2 separate regions of the Mus musculus genome follow, and region 2 is linked to region 1. The links are chromatin contacts, called in public capture Hi-C maps. All regions are on one chromosome and are shown on one strand. Each heading gives the region's core, a stretch centred on a gene start, on an enhancer-like site or on the middle of the called end of the contact. The rest is flanking DNA. Distances are from core to core; before and after follow the strand shown. Region 1 overlaps Aldh4a1 (aldehyde dehydrogenase 4 family, member A1). Region 2 has its middle 36 kb from the start of Gm46873.

Evidence for each region. Capture Hi-C pulls out chosen DNA fragments and counts their contacts.
Region 2: a capture Hi-C map of embryonic tail shows a contact between it and region 1, with 5 times the contacts expected there. The contact joins two enhancer-like sites. A contact is called at or near these places in 7 of 39 promoter capture datasets (the C10 cell line, HPC-7-derived erythroid cells, cranial neural crest and 4 more), 6 of 15 datasets of contacts at CTCF or cohesin (the NIH/3T3 cell line, embryonic stem cells, hippocampal excitatory neurons and 3 more), 141 of 484 Hi-C or Micro-C datasets (the 63-12 cell line, the AML12 cell line, B cells and 71 more), 22 of 115 datasets of contacts at active chromatin or transcription factors (the HPC-7 cell line, Th17 cells, acute myeloid leukemia and 14 more) and 5 of 9 other capture datasets (adipose tissue, embryonic stem cells, embryonic tail and 2 more).

The regions. Positions count from the first base shown.
Region 1 is chr4:139,635,776-139,643,613 of GRCm38.p6, forward strand. It overlaps Aldh4a1 (aldehyde dehydrogenase 4 family, member A1), which reads left to right. Exons shown (of 15, transcript NM_175438.4): 6 at 1,184-1,333; 7 at 1,411-1,485; 8 at 2,600-2,787; 9 at 4,838-4,911; 10 at 6,302-6,498; 11 at 6,739-6,786; 12 at 7,615-7,767. Among named protein-coding and RNA genes, the nearest start is that of Mir7020, 4.3 kb to the right of the region's middle. Within about 2 kb of position 4,231, at least 44 of the 459 cell types and tissues checked have an H3K27ac peak or open chromatin away from gene starts, as enhancers often do. A contact at or near this core is called in embryonic tail, where this site is marked.
Region 2 is chr4:139,865,798-139,873,635 of GRCm38.p6, forward strand. No RefSeq gene overlaps it. Among named protein-coding and RNA genes, the nearest start is that of Gm46873, 36 kb to the left of the region's middle. Within about 2 kb of position 4,249, at least 11 of the 459 cell types and tissues checked have an H3K27ac peak or open chromatin away from gene starts, as enhancers often do. A contact at or near this core is called in embryonic tail, where this site is marked.

The DNA of each region.
Region 1 (7,838 bases), core at 2,981-5,480:
CCTTTGTCATTTCAGGCCCTCCTAGTGGCCAGCCTTCTGACATCACTGCATGGCACTGCCATCCACAGAGGTGTCAGGCAGCCTGCACAGCCAGCCTGGGACACATGGGGCTCACACACTGCAGGTCGGAACTTGTGCCAGCCTCTCTGCCTTCAGCTCAGCCAGGCCCCCCTGCAGCCCTCAGTGGGCGCTCTTAAACAACCACAGAGTTGCTCCTGACCCAGGGACTGCCAGGGTCTCTGCCGGGTCCTCACCCCATTGGGCCCCTCTACCCTTCTTCTGTCTTGTTTTTCAGTACTCTTAAGTTTCCTGCGAGGCTGTTTTGCCTTTGATGGAGTGAGTTTGGGCTTAGCAGGAGTCTGTGGGGAAGCTCAGACTCCCTCTGGCTCTGCCCAGTGTCCCCTGCCTAGAGGGGACTCTGACCATCTGGCCTGGCTCTATTTTGTCCTCTAAGGGGCTTCCTGGAATTCCAGGCTCAGAAGGGCCATTCTGCCCCAGTCTGGAGCTGTGTGTGTGGTGTCAGTTATAGTTAAAGCTCAGGCCGCAGTGGGCTGTTAATTGTATATTTACTGCCCATGTGAGAGGTGTCTTGCTTGATATTCATCTTTAAGTTGTCAAATGAAAAATGGGATTTTGAGAAATGGTTTTGTAGAGTGAGCAGCACACTGCACTGAGGACGGAGTCATGGAGAGAGGTTTAGTCTGCTCCAGGAAATGCTCACCTGAATTCCTTAAGAATTAACAGCCACCAAAACCCCAGGCTGCCCACCTACTCACCCAGCTCTGTGACAAGAGCGCCCTCTGCTGCGTGGAGGTGGGATGACAGCTCCTCGCCTTCCCTTCAGAGTTGCGATTGTGATGAGACATCGTCATGTGTGGTTGTCACAGCCTTTTTGTTTGGCTTGAGATTCAAGGGATTTTAGGAAGCACCCTGAAGGTCTTAGATTCAAGGGATTTTAGGAAGCACCCTGAAGGTCTTAGTCTCCTACGCTACACACTCTAACAATATGCCAAAGAATTATGAACCGCGTACCTCTGCAAGATGGTCAGAGGTCTGAGAATCAGGTCCTTTCCCTCCTCAGTCCTGGGGCAAGGCATGGTCAGCCCATTGGAGGTTTTGTTCCCTTCTCTGAGCTGGCTCTGGCCTGTCTGGTGTCATTGAAGCTGGGCCGCCATCCTAACAGGGCAAGACCGTGATCCAAGCAGAGATCGATGCTGCAGCCGAACTCATCGACTTCTTCAGGTTCAACGCAAAGTTCGCCGTGGAACTGGAGGGGGAACAGCCCATCAGTGTGCCACCCAGCACCAACCACACGGTGTACCGGGGACTGGAGGTACTGCAGGGCAGGCAGTGAGCCACAGGGCCTCCTAGGAGCATTGAGCTTCATCTCACAAGCTCCCTCTCCCTCAGGGCTTCGTGGCGGCCATCTCTCCCTTCAACTTCACCGCGATTGGAGGCAACCTGGCAGGCGCTCCGGCCTTAATGGTGAGGACCGGGGCCAGGGGCCAGTTAGTCACACCCCGGATCTCAAACCCAGTCTGCCCATAGTTATGGGAGAAGTACAGAGAGTAGCAGCTGGGGCTGTGGATACGTTTTTGGGTTCCAGCTCTTGGTTTATCTTACAGCCTTGTCCATTTGTGGGAGACCAGGGCAGAACCCAAGCTGAGAGGCACAGTTTCCTCCTCCATTCAGCAGGAGCAATAGCATGTGTGTGCGTGTGTGTGTGTGTGTGTGTGTGTGTGTGTGTGTGTGTATCAGGGCTCACACCATCAACTCACAAAGATTGAGATATGCTAGATGCCAGGCAGATCCAGCCAAGACTGAGCCATGGATCTGACAGCTGCTGCTGCTGTTGCTGGTGACCTAGAGGACTCATATGTGTGGCAGCCATTGACACTGTGTGCTAACGATGTCAGTTAACTTGAAAAGCTATGAGAGGGGTGGCTGCCCCTGTGCCTCTTTGCCAGGTGATACCTGAGATGCCCATTAGGAACTTGTGGAGGGATAGATAGGAATTTGGAGTCTGGAGCTCTGAACTGAAAGCCACAGGTCTTCTGTCATTGTTGAGAGAAGGCACCTGTACCTGAGGGAGCTCCCAGGCTGATGTGGGGGATCCAAAAGCCTGCCAGGAAGAGAGCTGGTGTTGGTCCAGCAGCCTGGACCTTAGGCATGGCGTTTGTGCTCTCTGTGCATGCACAGGGACAGCCTCGTGCATTGTGGATCGGGCCCTCCTGGTGCCTATGAGGCTGCACGTGCTCTGACTCAGCGCACGTGCATGTAGTGTGTGCGTACTTGTCCAGCCACACCCTGGGATGTCCCAGAACACTGGGAACAGTCGTAACCTGGAATGAAGGCAAGACTCGGCCCAGGCTTGCAGGGAAAGGGGGCCCAGGCCAGAGTGAGAGGTGAAGACTGGGGTCTCCATGGCAGGGGCCTCTGGAAAACAGCACAAACAGTGCTGTGAGCTTGACAGCACAGTGAGCTTGGATAGGGTCTGAATCAGGTTCCCATAGGGGTGACCGTGCTGTGCAGCGGGATACATGCTGGCATGGTTGGTCTTTCGCCACCTTGTGAATCATGTTTGACACCTTTATGACAGGGCAACGTGGTTCTGTGGAAGCCCAGTGACACTGCCATGCTGGCTAGCTACGCCGTCTACCGCATCCTCCGGGAGGCCGGCTTGCCCCCCAACATAATCCAGTTTGTGCCAGCCGACGGGCCAACCTTCGGGGACACAGTCACCAGCTCAGAGCACCTTTGTGGCATCAATTTTACAGGCAGTGTCCCGTAAGTCCCTGAGGGGGTGGGACGGGACATGGGGTGTAGGGATATGAGCTGATGTTTGCGGCTGTGAACCCAGCGGTCACACGCTGGCCTTGCCCACTCCCTCTGTGTGAGCATGGGCGAGCCACTGTGCCGAATGAGAGTGGAGGGGTCCCTATCTTGGTGAATCTTTGAAAGGATGGAAAAGGTGAACCATTGTGTGGGCTGGAAACACAGCCCGTGGCTGAGGACAGCCTCCCACCACAGAGGGCATGAACGGGTGAGCTGGAAACAGGAGATGCTGGGCCTGCATTGTGGAGGAGGCACCCCCGTGGAAGGTTGGCTAGGCAGAGGTGAGGAGGTGGGAACAGGGTTATAGGAAGGAGGAGGATACTAAGGGGGCCTGCTGGCTAAGCCTGTGATACTTTGCAGGGCGTGTCCCCTGGGCCTGGAGGGTGGAGTCAGAGGGGCAGACCAGGCATCAGCACGCAGACTCAGCAAGTGTCTTCCAACCCCCAACCCCCAACACCCCCCACCCCCCCCCCCCCGAAGCACAGAGTTCTGTGTCAAGGCTGGAGATAAGTTAGCTATGAGGTCAAGGTCCCTGCTCGCCACCTGTCCACTCCGCCTCCCTGGGTCCCATCTTTCAGATTTGGCCCAGCAGCTCCTAGGAGTCTTCCGAATCTGCAGAGGTGTGTGTGGGCTGCACGCGGAAGGTGGTGGGAGACGCGGAAGGTTCTAGGGAATTGGTCTAAGCACTGTACTGTTTCAGGCTGGGGTTGCCCATTGGATCTAAGAGGGGCTAGCTTTGTTTTCTTGGATTCCTAAGAGCCATAGCCCGGACATGTCTAATTGGGAGTGTTTTATCTTTTAAACCTTATGTGGTGTATGTTCCGGTCCCCCTGGGCCTGCACGTCTCATTAGCTAGAGGTGGACAACACTTTGTAGCTTCCTCAGACCCTCTCCATACCTGGGTCTGTGTATCCCAGGTCTGCCCACTGTTTGCCCTCCTCTCCTGTCTGTACTCTCTCCTAGGATTCGGCTTCAAAAGGTCTGGAAGTTGGGAGCTTCAGGGATTGGGATAATAGCTATGGATCATGTAGAGATCTCAGAGCCTAGGGCATAGTACACCAAGCAGGGTGGTGAGCCAGTGGGGGTCTGCAGCCAGGGTCTGAGTCCGGGACAGTCTGGCCTCGGTAGGAAGAGGGATTGATACTGTCAGGGTATACAGGCTTGGGGGCAGTTGAGTCATGTGTAGGTCACTGACTGAGGAGCTTTCTGGTCGAGTGGGTGGAGCTGACTGGGACAGCCCCGTGTCCCATTTAGCATCTGCAGCCCTTACTGTGTGGCACCTGCAATGGCGTCTCTGCACCCTCCGTGCCTGGTTCGCCAGTGTGGGTGGTTGGTAGCTTGAGGAGTGCTGACAGGGCCTTTTCCCCAGAGGCCTGTCCTGCCAGTGCTCGGGTCTCTGCCTGTTAGCAGGCAGAGAGAGGGCCTGGCCCCCTGTTTGCTACGCTCTAGCAAGCTGCTAGGCCGAAGGTAGCAAAGTCATAAATTACCGTTAGCTGCTGTGCCGGGTGATTAGCATTTTTATTGTTTTGTGGTGTTGAGGTTGGTCACAGTGAAGCCCGGGGAGGAGGCTTGTGTCTCAGGGGCGGCAGGTCCGGGTGGCCTGAGCTGTTGGTTTGGTCTGTCAGGCCAGGCCCTGGGCCAGGATGCTCCCCATAGCCACCGAGGTGTGTGTTGCTTTTGAGCGACTGCAGTGTGCCCAGCGTGAGCCTAAGTTCGGGCTTATTCTGGAACGCCTGTGGGCCGAGCTCATTCTTCAGGTGAGGTGCAGAATTGGAGGCTTGGCGACACTTCACACAGCCCTGTGTCAGAGCCCGGGACCAGCACTATCTGTTTTCACATCTGGGCCTTCTGGGTGCCACCCCACCCCCATCACAGCTGCCAGTATCCACTTAGTTCCTCCTGGTACTACCGTGACCCCTGCACACCCGCCTTAGGCATTTCCCCCAGGTCTTTTTAGCCTCTTCCTCTCGTGGCTTCTTGACACTGTGTCTCTTGGTTCTAGCACCTTCAAACACCTGTGGAGGCAGGTGGCCCAGAACCTGGACCGGTTCCGTACCTTCCCACGCTTGGCTGGAGGTGAGCCCCGCCCCTCACACGCTTCCAGGGACCCCCCCTTCCTGAGCCATTATGAGCAACCAGGAGAAAGAGAAGGGTCACTTGGATCTTCTTGGGATCCTTTGAGCCAACAATGGGGACTTCTCTATCAGCCTGCACAGTGACACTCCTCCCCCCCCCCCCCGCCCCCGGAGCTATGTGTGAGCATGAAACACCTAATCATGCCTGTGGCGGGGACTGAAAGCTGTGTTCCTTTTTGGACCTGTGTTGGTGGCACACATGACTCAGGGCTGCTGTGTGGAAAGCACGGGTCTGAGCAGGGGAGGAAGGAGCCCATTTGTGGGTGTGGAGGGGGGACAGGAAAGGAGGAAGCTAGCTGAGAGGACAGCAGCGTGGTCTCTCATCAGCAGTGGTAACTCTCTCCCTGAGAAACCATTCTCTGATCACAAACACTTGATGCACGTTGTGAGGCAAAGCCAATGGACTCTCCTCCTCCAGGGTTTCTCAGAGCTTTTAGTACTCCATTTATATCCTCAGAGAGTATAACTGGCTATGCAGTGTTTCCCGGACTCCCTGGGCCACGGAACCCCATTTTGCACAGTCCCCGTGGGGCCAGGAGTTGTAGAACACACTTTGCTGAGACCTCAGAGAACTTCTGCCTGGGGTGCACTTGACAGTAGAAGCCGGGACTGATGATGGCTCAGCCTTCTAACCCCTAGTGTGAGGTGGGACCCATGGGAGGCCCTTCCTGAGTTAGCTGGCCTCTGATGTGTGCCTGGGTTGCCCATAGCAACTGAGCTTCTCAGTTATGGACTTATGAACTCTGCAGGGGAGGGGGCAACCTCTCCTTCATGTGGGCCATGGCCCACCCTGGAGCCAGTGGCTGCATCAAGGCTTCTCAGTGTATTCATCTTTGAGATGGGGGCAGGACAATGGAAGTGGTCCTCAAGACTTGGGCAGACTGATAGTTAGGAACAGCACCTCCAGCACCTGGCAGGTGGTGTGTGCTTTTGGCTGTCTGATGTAACTTGTTTCTGAGCCGGTAAACTGAGGCTGGAGGGTGCCATGACCTGTCTGAAGGTCATGTAAAGGAGTAGATGGGTCCGCTCCCCCGCGCCCCCCCCCCCCGTAGGTTTCAGGAAAGCCTGGCCCGCCTTTAGGAATGGGTGGGCGGGCCCTTGGGAGCTTGGCTTGTGGTGCTCTTTTGGTTTTCTCTGTGATGGGGAGTTGGTGCCTGCCGAAGCCCTGTGTTTTCCTGTTCCCTCCCCCAGCCTTGCTTCCCCAACTATGGAGTGGAGCAGGTCTGGCTTGTGGCTCCCTCTCCCTCTCTTCTGCTGAGTGTGGCGCTGCGGATGGGTGTGGGCGGTGGTCCGGGCCGCACCCAGTGATGGCCACACTCTGTGCCCTGCAGAGTGTGGCGGGAAGAATTTCCATTTTGTGCACAGCTCGGCCGACGTGGACAGCGTGGTGAGCGGGACGCTGCGCTCGGCATTCGAGTACGGCGGCCAGAAGTGCTCAGCCTGCTCGCGCCTCTACGTGCCGAAGTCGCTGTGGCCGCAGATCAAAGGGCGACTGCTGGAGGAACACAGCAGGATCAAAGTGGGGGATGTGAGTGGGGCCTTGGCTCTCACAGCAGGTGGCTGATGGGATTGGAGGTCGCTTGCTCAGCTCGCTCTCTCCAGCAATTTGAGTGCCTCCCTGCGGCTCTCTCTGGCTCTCTGAGGCTGGGTCCTTCCTTGGGGGCTCTGCGCTTGTGGGGTGGGGTGCATGTAGGAAAAAGGGTCCCTTCCTCTTTGCCCTACAGTGTCTCACTTTCTGTCTCTGTCTGTCTGTCTGTCTCTTCCTCAGCCTGCAGAGGACTTTGGGACCTTCTTCTCCGCAGTGATTGATGCCAAGGTAGGGGGTGAGATGCAGTGCTTTCTGGGGGAGGGGCACTGGGCACAGATGTGGGACAGAGTGGGACAGGCTGGTCAGTGTTGCTGGTAACTATACATGTGCCTCCCTGGCTTGGAAGAAGGCTGGATCATCCACGGCGGGAAATTGTCTGCCCATACTCAGACCAGACTCAGCAAGCCCCTAAAGTGTGCATGTGTACACACACTCGTGTACGCACACATACAGGCAGGCCCCACATGTGTACTTGAGAGCACAGCTCTGAGACCATGATGTAGATATAGCCTTGAAAACACATCTCTGTAGCCACATGCCCGGCAGGCATCCCTGCTAAGAGCGTGCTTCAATGTAAACATGTCGCTATGTATGCACCTTTCTGTGTGTCTGTCTCGGAATCTGTTGGTATGTAAGGACAACTGTGGTTTGACCCCACGTGTTCTTGCCACCCGCTACATAACACATACATATACATATACCCAGCTTCCAAAACCACAGCATACTCACTCATACACACACGCCGTAGACATATGCAGCATACACATATCACACATGCACTTAGGTAAACACCACACACACACTACATCGACACAACCACATACCGCACATGCATTCAGACAGGGACACATGTTATAATACATACACACACATACTCAATGTGGACTCTTCTCTGTGTCCCTACCATGGCTTAGCCAGGCTTTCAGTGTCTCCAACCCTGTTCCCCCTCACCTTTAGGCAGAGGTATTTTGGGGTGAATACTGGGCGGGGTGGGGCGGGGTGGGGCGGGGCAGGCAGGGAGTGGCTCTCTCTGATGCTCCCACTCACCCACCCTAGGCCTTTGCTCGCATTAAGAAGTGGTTGGAGCATGCACGTTCCTCGCCCAGCCTCAGCATCCTGGCAGGGGGCCAGTGTAACGAGTCAGTGGGTTACTACGTGGAACCATGTATCATTGAGAGCAAGGACCCACAGGAACCCATCATGAAGGAGGTGACTGCTTCGGGCTGTCCTCGGGCATGGCGTCATGCTGTTTTCCGATGCCGCCTGGTTTCATGGCTGAC
Region 2 (7,838 bases), core at 2,999-5,498, 230 kb after region 1:
ACAGAGAGAGGGAGGGTGTGTTTCCATTGGGTGCTTGTCTTATTAAGAAGAAACATAGTCACATACGGGCAGAGGGAAGGAGCAGCCGATCTTCAGAAAGCTGTTTGGTGGCATCTGCCTCAGTTCCTAGACACCTATGACCCAGGGTCACAGGGCACTGTCCTGTGGGGCACCACAGCTTTTACCATCATATAAAGTCACACCATTTTAATGTGACTACACACAGGAGATCTTCAACCAGTTTAGGCCTGTTGACAATGCCCATAGACAGGTTCAGGGCACACATCTCTCTCAGCTGTATGCAGCTCTGCTTCAGCTCAGGAAGTATGTAGAGGGTGGATTGTTGATGAGGTGGGAACTTTGTATACACATCTGGGGCTGCCATTCTTGTTGGAGTTGGGCCCTTCAGTGATGTGAGTGTTTAGGGGTCACCCATGCTTCTATAAGCAACCCCAATACACTCATTGGCTTACCAGGCTAGCCTTGCGTGGCATCACGTCTTTGGTTTGTCCTATCCGAAGTGAGCAGGCTCTAGGGAGTCAACTGATGTGAGACACGGTTGTCGATCAGGAAGCTCGGTTCCTGATATTGTCATTTGTTGCTGTTATTAAGCTGTGTTTCAGAATTCCAACATCATTCCCAATACTGTCCACTCGTCTCAGCAACCCAAACAGCCATGAGAGGGAAAATGCCATTTCAATGCTGTCAGCCGATGGAGCAGAAGACGGATGAAGGGCCATGGCCTGCAGGGCATGGGCAGCTCTCACGCGGCATGGTGTACTGGTAGCCAGACCCCAGGACACCTACTTGATTAAAGGACAGAGCTTAGGGCCAGGGGTGCAGCCCAGTGGCAGAGGACAGACATGTCTCATGTTCATGAGCCAACAATGAACGCAAGCCTGGCATGTATAAAGACTGCACTTTGATCTCTAGTAGAGACTGGACATGATAGTACATGCCTGAAAGTCCCATACTGGGCAGGTGGAGACAGGAGGATCGGGAGTTCAAGGCCATCCTCCACTACTTAGTGAGTTTGAGGTTAGCCTGGGCTATAGGGGACCCTGTGCCACAAACAATATTAATGATTAAAAGCAGCTAACACAGGACAATAGTTATAGAACAACAGTGACCAGTTCCAGTGTGACAGGGGCTTGCAGGCTGCAGGTTGTATCTGGCTTTCAGTGGGCGTGGCTGCTTCACAGGGTGGAAATCCATCATGTCAGCCCTGAATGACTTGTGACTTCTCTGTACATGTGTTCTATTCCAAGAACTATTTTAATTAACAAAACTAGCAGAAAACAAAGGAGAAGAACAAGCAGGAAGTAGCTCCTGAATTCCAGGAGGGAGGCACAACACCGTGTCATTTAATTATCGCTGAGCTAATTGATAAATACACTTTGGTTCTGATCATGACAACAGCCAGTCTGGGGAGACAGTGCCATCAGTTAGAGGTTTGCCTTGCAGGCACAGAGACCTGGGTCTTGGAGCCCCAGAACCCACGGGACAAACTGATAATCCATGCTTGTGATTCCAGCATTGGGGAGCTGGAGACGGGTGGATCCTTGGGGCTCACTGGCCAGCCAGCTTCACCAACTCTGTGGGCTGCGGGCCCATGGAAGATTCTGTCTCAAAAAGTCCAAGATGGTTGGCACCTAGGCAATAACACCTGAGGTTGTCCTCTGTCCCCACCTATGCACAATGGTGCAAGCTCACTTGCACACACGTGAAGAGGCATGCGTGCATGTGTATGTGTGCACACATATACACACATGCACACACATGTGCACACATACACATATATGCACACATTCATACACATGCACACACGTACACACATGCATGTATGCATGCACATGCTCACACATGCACACACTCACACCCATGCACACATGCTTGTGGACACACACATACAGACACACATACACACACATGCACATATGTATGCACAAATGTACATGCATGCATGTATGCATGCACACACATACATACACACCAGCAACAAGGTTTTTTTTTTAGTGTTACTATCTTTTTGTATTTACTCTTTGAATAGTGTATACATTTATACAATGTATTTTGGTCATTTTCCTCTACAGTTGCCTCCCTCCAATTCTCTAGAACTTTCTACCTCATCTCCCCCCCAATTTCATGTCTTTCTGTTTTCTGTTTTTTTCTTCCGATAAAGCTATGTCCAGTTAGAGCTCCCTGTACACACACAGGTATTGACTGCTATGGCTTGCCCATGCCTGGGTAGATAGCAACAGTTTTGTTGCTGTTAAAACAACAGAGTTGTTTGTTTATTTTTAACTTATTTCTGGTGCTGACATTTTAAAAAAGGTTTATTTGTTTTTATTTGATGTGTTTGAGATTTCACCAGCATGTGTTTATGTACACCATGTGTATGCCTGGTACACGAGAAGGTCAGCAGAGGGATGGTCATGAGCCATCCTGTGGAGGCTGGGAAATGAGCTTGGTCCTCTCCAAGAGCAGCAAGTGCTCTTAACTGCTAAGCCATCTCTCCAGGGTCTCAACATGCATCCCAGGCTGGCCTTGAACTCTTAGCCCTCCTGTTTCTGCCTTTTCAGAGCTGGGATTAAGGGTGCGCCCACTGTGGGCGGCAACATCCCTAGGCAGGTGGGTGTAGGCTGTATAAGAAAGCCAGTTGAGCAAGTGGATCAGACAGCACTCAGCATTCTGAAAGCTGAGGTGGCAGGTGCCTGCTTCAGTCACAGCCATGCTTCAGGGTCTCATCTTTGATGGTGATGCTTATACCTGGATCTGGTTCTGTGACATTGGCTCCTTCACCCTCTGCAGCCGCTTGTAGGAGGTGTAGATGTTGGGGTGGACCGACTCGAAGTGTTGGCTCTATGCCTGGATGGTTTCCGAGTTGGTCAGCCGGGGAGCGGAAGATCTTCCTGGTGGCTGCCTGTGCCTGCTTTCTTATAGACCTCAGGACCACCAGACCACAACGGGCTGGGTCTTCCTCCATCAGTCACTGATTTAAAAAATGCCCTGCAGGCTTGCCTACAGCAGGACCTTATGGAGGCACTTTCTCAAATGAGGCTCCTTCCTCTCAGGTGACATCAGCTTATGTCAGTTGACATAAAATTAGCCGGTCGGATGATGTGACCTGGGAGTATAAACAGAAATAACTCTTTCCTTCTCCGAGTTGCTTTCGGTCACAACGAAGCAACACGAGGAAACCAGGATGCCTGCTGATCTTATTCTTATTTTTCATTAAAATTTTTTTTAGATTGATTGATTTTGTTTATCTGGATGGGAGTTTTGCCTGAGTGTATGTATGTCTGATCCATGAATGTCAGGAGAGGGTGACAAATCCCTGTGAGCCACCATATGGGCGCTGGGAATGGAACAAAGATCCTCTGTAAGAGCAGGCCACGCTCTCTCCTGCTTTAGGCCCCTGTTTCTCCTTTTGTGTCACAATTAGCTGGGTTTATGAATTTCTATACTTTCCTCTAAAACCTCATGCTTTGTGGGGTGATGGGGGTCTGGTGAGCCACTGGGGTGTCAGGTATCTCTCAACCACTTCTGGGACCAAGGCAGGAAAAGGGACAAGAGACATACACTATAAAATGGTTGGATGTAGGTCTGGGGTGACACTGTTGATAAGGGTTAAGACATGTGAGGAGTCACTCAACGGTGGCAAAGTCAGGCTGCTGGGGGGCGGATGGGGAGCATGCAGTGCTCTGAGCTCCAGCTATAGGGTGCTCATGCCAGTGACTCATCAGGGAACACTGGCGTCTCTACGTCGTCAACACTGGCCTGCTACATCTATCTGTCCGTGCAAGCAGGTTTACATACCGAGGTGGGGGATGGATGCTCTGTGGCTTTGGATGGCGCCAGTCAGCCACCTCTCCTGGTTTGACTCACACATCTCAGGTGACCTGGGCCTGGGTCTTGTAGGGCTGTGGTTTAGTTGGCCCAACAGAGAGAGCTGGGATTCAACCTCATGGAGGATGCTGGGCTGTCAAAAGTGGTTCATTTTCTTCCTTAGCTCTGTTCAGGAGAGGGAGGGAGGAGGAGGCAGTGCCCCTGGGGCTTGGTGCAGGGGTGAAGGAGGAAGAGACCAATCACAGTTGGCTAAGTGATGCAGGGGTGGGGGGGCACAGCACCCCTCCCCTGCCCTGCTCAAGGTACCCCCTGCAGCTGGCGTTCCTGTCCTCAGGCAAGCCCATTCATCCTCAGCTGAAGGAGGTGTCTCTGCAGTCATGACCCCAGTGTTTTTATGAGTTTATAAACTGCGGAGACTGGCTGCTGGGCCTCCAGGCTGTTAACAGACCATCACACAGGTCATGCTCTGCCTCGTTTTATGGGGTGCTGGGCAGGAAGGATTCTCCTTAGATGCCCTCTACCTGGGCCTCTGACTCCTCTCCGGAAGTTTCTAGAAGCCACTGGTGCCTTCCCTACGGAGATGGGTTCCCAGTCTCAACTCAGAGATAAAAGGAGACAAGAGGTGGGAGTTGGGAGGGATTGGGGGGGAGGGAGATGAGAAACACTTCCATTGCCCACCTCCTGCTTTGCCCACCTCCCACTTTGCGCATGAGCATCATACTGGTGCCTGGGACCTTTCAGTGACCAGTAAGCCTGGCCTCTGGGGAGAGGATCAGTGCAAGAGGGCAGGTCATGACCGAGGCCCCAGATAGGGCAACTTCTCTATGGCCCCCCCCCCAGGGACAACTATTCCCTTCTCTGTAGCCCAGAAGCAGACTGAGGCAAGGACAAAGGAGGCCAGGCACGGGAAACTGGGGAGGACCGGCATGGCGGGAGGTGTTGTGTGAGCCCTGCTGCTGAGGCTGGGACTCATCGTGAGGCCCTGGCTTCAGCCTCTCAGTATGGGGCAGGTTTCAGGGAGAAACTGGAGGGTGATTGATTCCCAACCACAAAGTGGCCGAATGGCTTGGCTTGTGACATGCTTCACATAACAGGGATCTGACATGGCCCACACCGGCCTGATCCCAAAGCTTGGTTTCCTCTTGCTGCCTGTGCAGGTGTGGGAGCTGGCACAGTAGGTGTGCAGGTGTGGGAGCTGGCACAGTAGGTGTGCAGGTGTGGGGGAGAGCACAGTAGGTGGGCAGGTGTGGGGGAGAGCACAGTAGGTGAGCAGGTGTAGGGGTGAGCACAGTAGGTGGGCAGGTGTGGGGGAGAGCACAGTAGGTGAGCAGGTGTGGGGGAGAGCACAGTAGGTGAGCAGGTGTGGGGGAGAGCACAGTAGGTTAGCAGGTGTGGGGGAGAGCATAGTAGGTGAGCAGGTATGGTTGATGAACAAATGAATCTGCCGTGGCTGGATTTCCATGACAAGCCATGGAAAAGAAGTGAAGAAGGCAAAGACTGCAGAGGGTCTCTCCTATCTACCGCCAAGGGGCCAACCCGCTTCAAACATACAACTTCCCCTCTACCCAGGGAGGCTCAGCCAGTTTTATGTGGGCACAAGGCACCTTGTAGATGGTAATAATGCTGGCAAGATGGTAATGGTGAAGAAGATGATGATGGAGATAGTAACAGTGTTTACGGTGAGAATAGTAACGGGAGAGGGTGTGATGAGAGCAGTGGTGGAGATGATGATGGAGATGATGGAGAAGATGATGCAGATGATGATGGAGAAGATGGAGATGGTGATGGAGATGATGGAGATGGTGATGATAATGATGGTGGTGATGGCAGAAATGACAGTGGAGATGATGATGGGGCTTGTGGTGGCAATGAGGATGATGGAGATAGTGGAGATGATCCACTATCATCTCCACTATCTGAAGAAGTGATGAAGGAGGTGATGATGGAGATGGTAATAAAGATGGCAATGATAGTGAAGATGATGAATTAGCTCTTATTGCATGCTCTCTCTATCCCAAGACTTGGATCCCAGCTCTGTTGCGACCTAATAAATCACCTGTCTTCCACCCTCTCCACATCACTGTTTCTTACACTGTGCTTTGGGAGGGTTTTTTTGTTTGTTTGTTTTGAAATTGTTACTTCACTTGTAAAACTGAGTCCTGGCAGCACATGAGACCTGCACAGGACTAAGGAAGGAAGGAGGGGCACGGTGCGGACCCGCCTCCAAGACCCGCCTCCAAGACCCGCCTCCAAGACCCGCCTCCTAGACCCGCCTCCCAGCGCTGGCCACCCGTGGTTCAGCTCACATCAGCTCCTAGCCAGTCTGAGAAGCCAGTACAACGGCACACAGCATCCATCTCCCATGCAATCTCCATGGTTCCTCTCGCTGAGTGTGCCACCTTGTACAGATTCAAACACTCAGAGAAGCTAAGTGACCGGCCCATGGTCACACAGCCGCTGACGTTGGGTTTCTCGTTTCTCCTAATTAGCTAGCCCAAATTTCGTGGTCCAGACTGATCTCTATCGCAGTGGCCTCACATGCCTGGCTGACTGGGTTCTGCCCTGCGGCCTTTCTCTGCCAGGACTGGTCACATGGCAGTGGCTGGAGCTGGTACATCCCAGAGGCCTGGCACCCTCTCAGCCCCAGCTCAGGCTGAGCTCAAAGGGTATCTGATGGAGCATCCTACCTGTGGCAACTGGAACCGGGTAACAGGGCAGCCGAGGTGCGACTGTCTGAGAAGGCCAAGGCACTGGCAGACGATCTAAGACTGGAGGATGCCCACAGCCTTGGGACCTGTGCAAAGCTGCAGCTCTGTGTTCTGTGGGTCAGGATGAGAGCAGGCAGGTAGATTTGAGGGAAGAGAAAGTGACTTGCCCCTTGAGGAGAAGCTCAGAGATTACAGGCCCTTTATAATTAGCCTCGTTGGGCCCAGCTAGAGCCCGAGTATCTAAGCTCAAGGCTCTTCCATACTTACCACTCTGCACTGCCCAGTCTCTAAGGGTTTCCCTGTGGCCTCTCTCCAGTCTGTGCTGGAGAAAGTGGCCTTTTCTACATGTTAATCCTCTTGAGCTCAGACTCACTCTCCTTCCAGGTTCTGCTAGGGACCTGCAAATGGAACCTGATGCCAGCAGCCACCAGAGGGCAGCAGAGTCAAGGCTCTGCTGTGGCTGGGCTGTGGAGCCTCTCTTCTGGGGTCTCATGATCACCATGGTGGCCCAGCAGACTGCAGTAAGGGTCTGGCTGTGACCTTGGCCAGTCCCGAGGCTCCGTGTTCCTGATTGTATCAGGGAGTTGCTTGGCATCTGAAGCGAGTGGGGAACCCACAGAGGGGAGGGAAGGCTGGCTGGCGTCTCTACACTCGCAGGCCTAGACTCTGTCTCCTTGTATATACTGATGTGGGACCCCAGGCTCTGGGCTGAAGAGGGCTCGGCATCTCTCTGGGACCTACCAGTTGGACAAGGGAGGTTTGTGCTCCTGACTGAAACCTCCATTTCCTGACATATTCTTCCCAGTGAGCCAGTGGATGAAAACTCAGAGCCTACCGGGAATGGGGAGTGCACCCAGGCCTGCATCCCTCCCTAAAATTGCAAAAGAAGTGTGTGTGTGTGTGTGTGTGTGTGTGTGCGCAAACGTGTGTATGTGTGTATATGTGTATGCTTATATGTGTACATATATGTATGTATATGCATATATATGTACGTACATATACACAAGTAATATATGTATATATGTAATAGATACATAATTTTATATATATGTATGTATGTGCATACATATGCGCACATATACTATATATATGTATATGTATATGTGTATATGTGTATGTGTGTATGTGTGTATGTGTGTAGGTGTGTATATGTGTATATGTGTATATATATATATATATGTATATATGAAACAGAAATAAGATATGTGGATGATTTGACCTGGCTGAGCAGGTATGGGGACTTTGGAGTCCAGCTGTGGTCCCAGGGCAAGTCCTTAAGCC